Regions from separate parts of the Zea mays genome. Here region 2 is linked to region 1. A link is a contact called in public Hi-C data. All regions are on one chromosome and are shown on one strand. The core of a region is the stretch at or near the end of the contact, and the rest is flanking DNA. Distances in the headings are between cores, read along the strand shown.

Region 1 (5,466 bases), core at 960-3,459:
CTTTTTTACTTTTTATGCTGATTTCATTATGATGTAGGTGTTGCCTTAGATGTGAATTGTGATGATCTAAATGGGGAGGAGAAGATGCAGCAACATGAGATGGTGATGGATACATAAGCACAATAATTATCATGATTCCTGAGGCCAGCATAAAATTATTTAGGCTTCCTTTAATGTTGTAAATAGTCTAATTCTTCTTATAAATCTTTTTTTGCAGACAAATACTAAAAACGATGATGGTGTCACGACATTGTTACCCACTATTGTTGCATGTTCCCTCCCATGCTTGGAGGTCCTAATCGAGGTCTGTAGTATAATATGATAAGTAAAACATGTGTATTCCCTCTGCTATACCTTCTTACTTCACTGTCATTTTCTACTAAGACCTTTGGCTCTTGGCACACAAGTCAAACTCATCACTGATATCTTGCACGATTTATTTGATTTTATTTTTGAAATTGACCTCTGCACCCACAAAGATACATTCGTTTTTATGATTCCATATCCACCATGCTACCAAATGATCAACAAATTAAATCCCCTATGATATTCTTGAGACCTTGGTTCCCCTTTCATACGAGTTAGACACACACTTCTTGTATTTTTTTGTAAGTTTACAGATGTTATGTAGCCTTTTGAACATTTATTATAAAACTATGTTCATGATTTGTTGTGTGATCACAAACAACTCTGGGAGTCAAGGACTACGCCACTACCGAGAGCTCTGGGAGGGATATTGCTGGCCAACGGCGGCCAGGCGATCGCCTCCATGGCATGGAAGCTTGAGGGGTCATGTCCATTAGGGAGAGTGGAGGAGATCCGATGAGTCCATTCTCTAGAGTCCAGACTCCAGACTAGGATAGAATAAGGCTGAGGCATCCAGTTTCATCAATTCATCACGTCAGTTACCAGGCGCACGCCACATGGCTGATTACCAAGGTGGGCCTTTCCTATCCTCTTCACACCTTTCTTGAGGCAGTGTCAATCTTTAAATAATCTCGACATATATCTTCTCCTTTCATTTTCTATGCTAGAGTTACCTTCATTCGATATATTTTTTCCTTTTATTTATCTTTGCTTCAAACAAATATATTATTTTCTAAAGTACTGACTTTTTGTGTCCTGTAAAAGTAAAACCTATTTGAATAGTCAAATCTTAGTTGTATCTATAACAAGATGAAAGTGGTGGCAGCCAAGATGAAAGTGGTGGTGGCCGCATCAAAGGAGAAGGTGCAACAAGACGAACCGAAAGGTGAAAAGATTTCTTTTCCCAAATCAACTTGCATCTACCTGTGATTGTTTGTGAACAAGTTTTTTATGCTAATTTTTTATGTAGCTGCTATCTCAGATGTGAAATGTGACAACCCAAAAGAGGAGGGCAATGTGCAGCAAACCAAAAGGTTAGAGGATTTCACTTCCTCAATTTCTTTGGTTACACTGTTTGTTTGATGCTGATTTTGTTATCATGTAGTTGTTGCCTCAAATGTGAAATGTGATGACCTAGAGCAGGAGGAAGATTCCAATAAAAATGGGGAACTGGAGGAGTGTAACAAATGTGTAATTTATTTTTTCCACTCTATATGCTATCTTAGAAGTTTCAAAAGTTCCTTGTTTGTGCGTAATTCAAAATTTACTATTAGTCATTGTTCCTGAACAACCCTTGATTTTATTTCTTGAATGTGCACCTGATTCGTCTAATGGAATCATGGAACCACATGTTGTGCTACTATTTTGGTTAAGAATTACAATGATCTTAAGGCATTTGTTTTGTATGTTGTCTCTTAATTTTGTCTACTTTTTATATTTCATTTTCCATCTGTATTGTTGTGTGCTTATTACAAAATGAAAAATGTATGATACCAACCATTAATATTTTAGGACTCACTAAGCAAAGCCAAAGATAAGTGTTTGAACAACTATCCATCTACCTATGTGATATATAAAACCTGTAACAACGCTTCATCTATGTAATCGTTGTGCACTAAAATTTATCGAATAATTTGTACGCCGTCGCAACGCACGGGTACATACCTAGTAATTTCATAAGAGTTTAGCCCTTTCAGAAGAAAAGTTTACGTCCATATGTAAAAGTCTTTTGTTTATGAAAATCTGGTCTGGGCCCGGCCCATGTGTATACTTTTAGAAATCCTGTCGCCGATCCCTCTTGCTTCCCGTCGTCCTCGTCCCAAGTTCCAACCCCGTGGGCCGCTACATCGCCAAACCCTAACTAGGTTTTTTTCAAGCCTCCCCTTCCCTACCCTCGCCCCCCATGGATCCGTTTTCCAAGAAGCGCAAGCCCGACGACAACGGCGCCGTCACTGCTTCTCCCGCCGGTGGGGCTGCCACGCTGGGTCTCACCCGCGAGGACGTCCTCCGCCTCCTCGAGCCGCTCTCCCGGGACCAGCTTGCGGACATCGCGGCCGCCGCTGCACTCGTCTCGGCGCACGCGCTCGATGCCGTGCGCGCAGCCGCCGACCGCGACCCGGCCCTGCGCAAGCTCTTCATTCGGGGGCTCGGGTGGGAGACCACATCCGACTCGCTCCGCGCCATCTTCTCCGCCTACGGTGACCTGGAGGAGGCCGTCGTCATCACTGACAAATCCACGGGGCGGTCCAAGGGCTACGGCTTCGTCACCTTCCGCCACGCCGATTCCGCCGTCCTCGCACTCAAGGAGCCATCCAAGAAGATCGACGGTCGCATGACTGTCACGCAGCTCGCCGCCGCCGGCTCGGCAGGCGGGCCGTCCGTTGGGGCTCCCGGCAGTGGCGGTGCTCCTGTGGCTGATGTGTCGCTCCGGAAGATCTTCGTTGGGAACGTCCCTGCAGACATGTCGTCGGAGCGTCTCCTTGCGCACTTTGCCTCCTACGGCGAGATTGAGGAGGGGCCGCTGGGATTTGACAAGCAGACGGGCAAGTTCCGGGGCTTTGCACTTTTCGTATATAAGACACCTGAGGGTGCGCAGGCCTCCCTGGTGGACTCGGTGAAGGTAATTGATAGCCACCAGCTTGTATGCAAGCTTGCCATAGATGGGAAGAAGGGGAAGCAGGGGCAATCACAGCAATCTGGACCTGGCAACCAGCAGCAGCAACAGCAACAGCAGATGCTGCCGGGTGGTCCGCAGGAAATTCAGGGAGGCCTGGGGCTTGGTTCACAAATGGGAGCACAGTATGGTGGCCCTGGGAGTGGTATGCCTTCGTTTGGTTTTGGTGGCGTTGGCGGTGGGTTTGGGGGTCCAAACCCTTATGCTAACATGCCATCTTCCATGGGTGGAGGAGGCGCAGGTGGGTTAGGGTCGGTGGGAGGCCAGGTGCCCACTGGGTTGGCTGGTGCTGGTGGATTTGGGCCTGGGGGATTGGGTGGTGGCTCATTTGGGGGATCATCTCAGTTTGGTGCTGCTGGGATGGGGGCATATGGTGGCCTTGGAATGGGTGGAGGCTCCATGTACCGCATGCAACAGGGAGCAGGTGGGCTGCCTGCAGGCGCATTTGGTGAAGGAGGAAACTACCCTCTTCCAGGTTCTGGTTTCCGAGGCCACGACCCTCAAGGTGGAATGTCTCCTCCTGGGCCAGGTGGCAGGGCTCCTCCTATGTATCCCAACGTGCCACCTTATTTCTAAGGTAATCATTTACACCGCTTCCATATGTTCTTAATTTTATTTATAGCTTAATTACTGTTCCAGTATGATGCTTTGAAACCTGGATGTGTTGTGGAACATGCATTGATTGATAGATGATTTTCTTTAGCTTCTCTTGGATGAATTTGAGTACTTGACTAATGTATTTGCCAATTATGTTGGTAGAGTTCTTTTTTCTTTGCTTTTGATGATGGGAAATCAAATATTTTCATTGATTAAGTTCAAATGATTTGTAAGCGATTTAAGGCCTTTGTGGCACTAACTAGTGATCGGCTGATTAGTGTTTACTTATCCCGATTTTATTGGTTTTCTTGGTCACTGAAGTCAAATTCTTTCACTGAAGTTCTGATGATGCTTTGTATAAGACTTGAGATAATTACAGTATTAATGCAGTTGATTGCTGGGCATAGTTTCAAGGTTGTTAACTGTGAATGTGTCAACGTAATAGACCTTAGATTCCATACTGTAGTTGCCATTATTTCATAATGTGTTCTCCTGCTCTGGAACTTTTTCTTTGGTGTATGGGTCTATCATTGGATTTGCCTTGGTAGTGTGGAAGGTACTCTAAGCATAGCTTAACTCTTTGGTGGTCAGTGTCTGAGGCAACACCCATCATTTTCCATGGAGTTTCTTTTGTTGTTCATGTGACAAATTTATTCATTCGCCCTTGTTACTTGCGCATGTGCCTGTTGGATTCTAATTTGTTGTCTTATCTTGTTGCTTGGGATCATCAAGATTTGTTATTCTTGGTAGATTTTATCATGATGATGACCGATAATGTGTATCTGCCTTGGCTATTTACTTGATCTTAGTATATCACTTGCTAATATGTACTTGATGCTAGATGTTTGTTGACATCTGAGATTTGAGATTGGTATGATGACTAGTTTAGGTTTACGTTGCATATTGGTTGCTTTGTCAACTGATGCATTTGAATCTTCTTCACTAGTTTGCAAGTCCTTTTCATTTGCATTCTTTCCTTACTCATTCTTATCATGGATTATTCATTGTTATTAGTGGTGTGTAAAATAACTTTATTTTATGTACTTTGTGGTGTGTAAAATAAACCAACCTACTCATTGCATATACCATGCAAGTATTGGCACTGCTGTTTTTCAGTATTCGTGTACTTGGGCATGAACATTGGCAAAATTTTGTGATGGAACCCCATGCTCGAGGCGTTGATCCCAAAGATTTTCTTTTCTTGTTCTATACTACAAAGTTACTAGTTGCATACACCTAAATCTTAAATTTGTATTAGAATGCTTAGAATTGTTCTTTTGTGGTCTAAGTTTTGCTGTGATGTTATGGATGATGACGGCTTCATAAGCTTTTCTAAAGTTATGTCTTTCTTCTATTAACATTGTACATATATCATGGCCAATGCAATATGCTTAAAAAATCTAACCTTGGTGCACTGTCCATTGTGCTTTCTTTTTGACTGGAGAAGATTCATGTTATTTTTTGAACTTCTTTGAATATTTTTTTTATATCATCATAAATAGGGTTTGACCCAAGTTTTAGTGATTAGATGTATTTAATTGTGCTGAAATAATATTTTGCAATCCTCTTTCTGAACCAAATAATTATGCGATATATTTGCACTTAAAGGTTTGCAAGTTCAGTGTGAAGTTATTATAACTGTTACACTTGATATTGCATACCCTGAAAAATATAGTCTGTAAGTTCAATAGTTTATATGCTTAATAATGCATTGAGTATCATATATCTATTTTCTAATTCTGCATTATATATATTTTGTACTTGTATATGTGCTCAGCTGAATTATTGATTGAATTCTAGTGAATGTGTGACTCAGGTGTGTGACAACT
Region 2 (5,140 bases), core at 1,131-3,630, 470 kb before region 1:
AAAGATCAGTTCAAGACAAGAAGAAACTCTGCCAGAAAAATATGTATCATGCAAAACTGTGTGACAATTTAGAAATTAAATGATTGCAAAAAAAAGAACAATATAAGTTCAGTGGAATATTTTCTGTTACAGCAAACTTCAAAGGGATAATACAGATTAGTAATATTCCCAAAATATGGTAGAAGAATCTGCAAATTAAAGCCACCAAACTGACAAACTAAATGTATATCACTTACTAACCGAATAATGAAATAGTTGTGATGAAGTCAAACTCAAACCAACTGCTGCTTGATCAACCGAAAGAGCAAAACCAAACCCACCAAGCTTCCAAGACCCGTTAGAAGTTATAAATACCGTCTGTAAAAGAAGCAAGATTAGTAAAGTACACTAGTGTACAACTTGTTGTTGGCATAATGGATAACAAGCAAGTAACATCAAACCCATTAGGTATTCTGCAGAGATATTAGATCCCATGTGGTGCTAAGCCATCAAGCCATCAGTTCAGAGAGCAACATACATTAAAGGTTCAGTATATAGAGAACAATGTGAACAAACCAATTTGCAATTTGAGGGAAAAATAATGTCCAAGAAAGCATTGAGTTTTTCAGCAAATAAGTGCAAGTACAAAAGGCATCATATACTACAATACATAGCAAGCCTAAGAGTGACCTTAGGATCATCAAGGGGGACTGCGGCAAGGCAGAATGACTACGCTAAAATGACAAGAGAACACAAAAACATTGGGATTGTAAGAGGAAAAGGACAGAGCGAATCAATTATCTCAATACTCAATAACAGAAAAGGAACAAGCAGAAAATTATAAATGCAGAAGAATGGTGGTGTGAGGAACCTCAGGCGATATAGCTCGATGGGCAAGATGAGCATTGTTATGAAGAAAATCCAACGTCTCTGCAACTTGTAGCAGCCCATGTTTAATCTCAAGTAGCCCCATTTCCTGAAACACAAGAAAGAAATTAGCAAACTGCTGAATTAAAAATATGATCATGCTTTGGCTGTCCAAACTATTGCTATGACTAAGGCACCACTCAATACACAGAAATGCAAGGAACAAAGAATCTACAGGCATCAATCACCACTTATATGGCCTGAAAAGTTCCAAATCCACAGGATACCTGATTGTAAACTAAAAGTTTTACAGTAGAAAATCGCAAGAATCTCACAGTCAAACCTCATGTTTGAATACAATTCCGATTATCTGAAATCCTACCAAACGCCAGTGGCAGGGACAGTGTAAGATGTGAGGTCAGATAATCTTGGAGGGTTTTTACAAATCAGTGGTGTATAACTTAGGAAGTAAAATAACTATGTATTGTAAACTCTTAGAGAAACATACAAATTTTGATACATTGGTATGACAAGGATGCCATTTTTTAAGGAAGGTTTGTTGCAAAATGTTAGAAGTACAAAAAAAAAAAATACACTCATTATGCAGCTTTTCTGGATGTGACACTGCCAAATGCTGCATTAGAAACATAAATGATACCTTCTCAGATCATGCCTCTGTAATTCTATGACATTTGCTAATCAATAATGGCATGAACAGCTAAAACCAGAAACAATAGCGAGTTTTCCACTCCCATACCAACCCTAATCGCCTTAACTTGCTAGCCAGTTTTGAATGCAGCAGCAACAAGTAACAAGTAGGAAAACACGACAAAACTTTCCTTTAATCAGTCTTGTAACCTTCCTAGCAGTAAATAAATTGCCAAAGGTCGATGACACACAGAGTTAAACAAAAACACGATCAGTCGTACCATGCCCTTGACCTCCTTGGGCACCTTGCCAACATTGTCAAGGCACCCGAGCGCGTTAGCTACGGAGGCGAAGACGGGCTCAGTGGCCATGGCCATGGCGGCCTTGGTCTCGTCGAGCGCCTGCACGACGTGCAGCACGCCCGGGTGGCGCAGGCGCACGAGCCGCGCCGCGTCGGCGCGGACGAGGTCGAGGAACGCGTCCTCGGCCGCCTTCGACATCCCCGCCCGCGCCCGCGCCTCAGCGAGGGCGCGCTTGTCCAGCACCCAGACGGAGACGACGGGGTAGGGCGCCGAGGGGGCGCCATCCCGCGGTCGCGCCGTGTAGATCCGCCACGCGAGCCCCGGCCCGCCGGACCCGGCCTGATCCAGCAGCTCGTAGTCCTGCAACGGGCGCGGGCCCGTCACCTCTTGCACCGTCGTGGACACCGTCTTCTCTATCACAGCCGACGCCTTCGCCAGCGCCTGCGTCAGGGTCTTCATGTTGAGCGCCATCGCCCCCCACCGCCGCCGCTGCCGCGGCCTCCGGCGAGATCTCCTGGGAGGCCCCGGCCGCGGTGGTGGATTTCCTCTTGGAAGGGGTCGTCTGATCGGTCGGTGGCAGGCGTGTTGGTTTATAATTATGTTTTGTTTTTTATTTAAACGTTTTTTTCGGGGAGAAGCAGCTCATGCCACTGCCATGTGAGACCGCGGACGAGGGGATGTATGGAGGATGATGCTTCTTCGCGAAGGGGACGAGAAGGGGATTGCGAAATATGGGCCGTTGGTTCGACGTGGTTTTGGCCAGGATGAACGACTGGGATGCGGCATTTGGTAGGCGTGGCGAGGTTGGTCAATGACAGCGAACAGAGTGTAAGAACATCTCCAATAATTTATCGAACAGTTGCCTTAAATTGAAATGTGGAGCCCTTTAAAGCAAAAACTACTTCAACAGTGTCTTATTTTATAAAATTTGGTCCAAAAAATTATAGAGCACATTCTCGAGTGTCTCAAATATACTACATAGTGAGTTGTCCTGTAATCTAGATTTGAGTCTTTAAAATGTTTTGCTGATACCCTAAATTCTATAAAATATAATAATTTTTAAATTATATGATATTTTTATAGGTCACGTTTTAGAGATGCTCTAAGAGCATCTTCCGAATTTTTTGTTTTTTAGCCCCTTTCGTGACAAAAATTTACGTTTGGACCCCCAGAAATTTTATTTGCACGTTTGGACCCGATGCTCGGCGCCATAGGTTGTGGCGCCGAGGTAACACAGCTCGGCGCCACAGCCTATGGCGCCAAGCTGTGTGACGTGGCAGTCCGCGTAGCACCTAGCTCGGCGCCACAAATCCTGGCGCCGAGCTAGGAAATAACCGCAAACCACCTTTCTCTCTGCGCGTTTCTTCTCTGTTGAATTCACTTCAACCGCAAACCCGCTGCCGCCGTTCCCGAGTGGAAATCGCCGCCACCCGCCGTCGTAGCTCCGGCCAACCCGCTCGCCCGCCCAGCTCCGGCCAACCCGCCCTCTTGGCTTCCGGAGGGCCGCCGAGCTCGCCCGCCCGCCCAGCTCCGGCCAACCACGGCACCGGCGCTCGCCAACGGTCGACCACCTCGCCAGGACCGGCCGCCGCGCGCACGGGACCGGCGCTCGCCACCGCGCCTGCTCGCCAACGGTCGGCCACCGCGCCTGCTCGCCCGCTCCGGCCCCGGCAGCTCCCGCCCCCACTGCCGCCCGATTTTTTTTAATTTCTTAGTTAGTAAACTGTTAGCTATTGTTAGTGTTTAGTAATTAGTTAGCTATCCACTTATTTATTGTTTAGTAAATAGTTAGATATTTTGTTGTTAGTGTTTATTAAAATAGTTAGCTAGTTTCTTGCTTAGTATATTGTTAGTGTTTAGTAAATTCTTAGTGATTATATAGTTAGCATTTTGTTTAGCGCATTGATATTACATGTTTTCTGTGTTGGCAACCATCGTGTTGTCGTTTATTCGCAGGTTCTATAAACATCACTTTATAGGGGAGGTGCTGCCAAATTTTTTATTGACAATAGGTTTTTTTGTACGTAGGTGTTCGTCCGACTTGACCTTCTCCACCGTTAGCTGGACTCGTACGCGATCTCAGGTATATATTGTTTTCGTACATTATTTATATATTATGTAATTTCGTTTGATGTGTTCATTTAATATTTACTATATAGTTATTAGTTAATATATATTTATTACTTAGTAAGTTAGTAGGCTTAAGTATATAGCCATTATTGAGTTAGTAATCCATTTTTGTAATAGATGGACAGCCTAGTAACACTATACCATGGAGGAAGGGTGGAGATAGATGCTTATGGGAATGTTACTTTTGCGGGCGTTTTTATAGGAATTCGTAGCTCGGCGCCAAGATCTGTGGCGCCGAGCTACGAGGCCGCGCCGCCACCACGTCAGTGCCAGGTCAGCCCTAGGCGTAAGCAGCCGTTGCTGCCACGTCACAGCTCGGCGCCATAGGCTGTGGCGCCGAGCTGTGTTACCTCGGCGCCACAACCTATAGCGCCGAGCATCGGGTCCAAACGTGCAAATAAAATTTCTGGGGGTCCAAACGTAAATTTTTGTCACGAAAGGGGCTAAAAAACAAAAAATTCGGGAGCATCTTCAACAAGGGTCTTAAATGAGGTGATATTTCGAATTATATGGCTTATGGGAGAAAAACAGCCTGCAACAAAGGTCATGTTTTATCAAATTTCGTTAAACCACTTTAGAACTCGAAGTATAGGGTTCTAAATATAGTACCCGACCATTCGATCCCTGTTCCTTTTTCCCACATCGCGGAAATTTCACATCCGCCGGTCATTAGGTCTTGTCTCGCCTTCCACCTGCCGTCTCTTCATCCACGCCCGCTGCCGCAAAAGTACCGGTGGGACTTCCGCTCCACCATAGCCACCAGCTGGAGATTTGTCGCCGTTGTAGCCTGCAGAACATACACCCGTCTGCTAGGGACATGGAGGTCAGGAGAGCTGGGAGGGAAGCGAAGTAGTCAGTAGGCACGGAAAGGGAGCCCGAGTGTAGGTAGCGCTTCTCTTCAACGTGCCCAATTTGTTGCGACTTATATATCACTAGATGTATACTTGTGCGTCGTTACGGAGTAAATATCTTATAATAAGATACATTGAGATGCAGAAGTATTAATTGATGTTCTTTGCTCTTGTGAATGTTTACATAAAAGAGGGACAATGTTAGTGTGGTTTTGATAGAGAAGACCAAGAAAGTAGAGAATATGTACTATGTTCCAATTTCTTTCATCAAACATATGAATTGAAGCCTACTTGTCTTCATGTCTCATCTTGTCAAATTCATCGATACAAACTATTCCAAGATCAGCCAAAACCATTGCTCCT

What was found. A called contact is a pair of places that touch in the nucleus more often than the background predicts.
Region 2: a Hi-C map of tassel shows a contact between it and region 1, with 2.6 times the contacts expected there. The contact joins the promoter of LOC100194347 here to the promoter of LOC100382178 in region 1. A contact is called at or near these places in 3 of 25 Hi-C or Micro-C datasets (ear, leaf and tassel).

Annotation. Positions count from the first base shown.
Region 1 is chr8:146,753,864-146,759,329 of Zm-B73-REFERENCE-NAM-5.0, reverse strand. It overlaps LOC100382178 (UBP1-associated protein 2C), which reads left to right and starts at 2,209. Exons shown (of 2, transcript NM_001174938.1): 1 at 2,209-3,617; 2 at 5,454-5,466. The coding sequence starts at 2,270. The coding sequence ends at 3,616. It overlaps LOC103636064 (a long non-coding RNA gene), which reads left to right and starts at 709. Exons shown (of 4, transcript XR_002264472.2): 1 at 709-939; 2 at 1,193-1,252; 3 at 1,337-1,400; 4 at 1,472-1,759. It also overlaps a transcript of LOC100274334 not described here.
Region 2 is chr8:147,226,065-147,231,204 of Zm-B73-REFERENCE-NAM-5.0, reverse strand. It overlaps LOC100194347, which reads right to left and starts at 2,380. Exons shown (of 14, transcript NM_001359459.1): 1 at 1,776-2,380; 2 at 851-955; 3 at 241-357. The coding sequence starts at 2,267.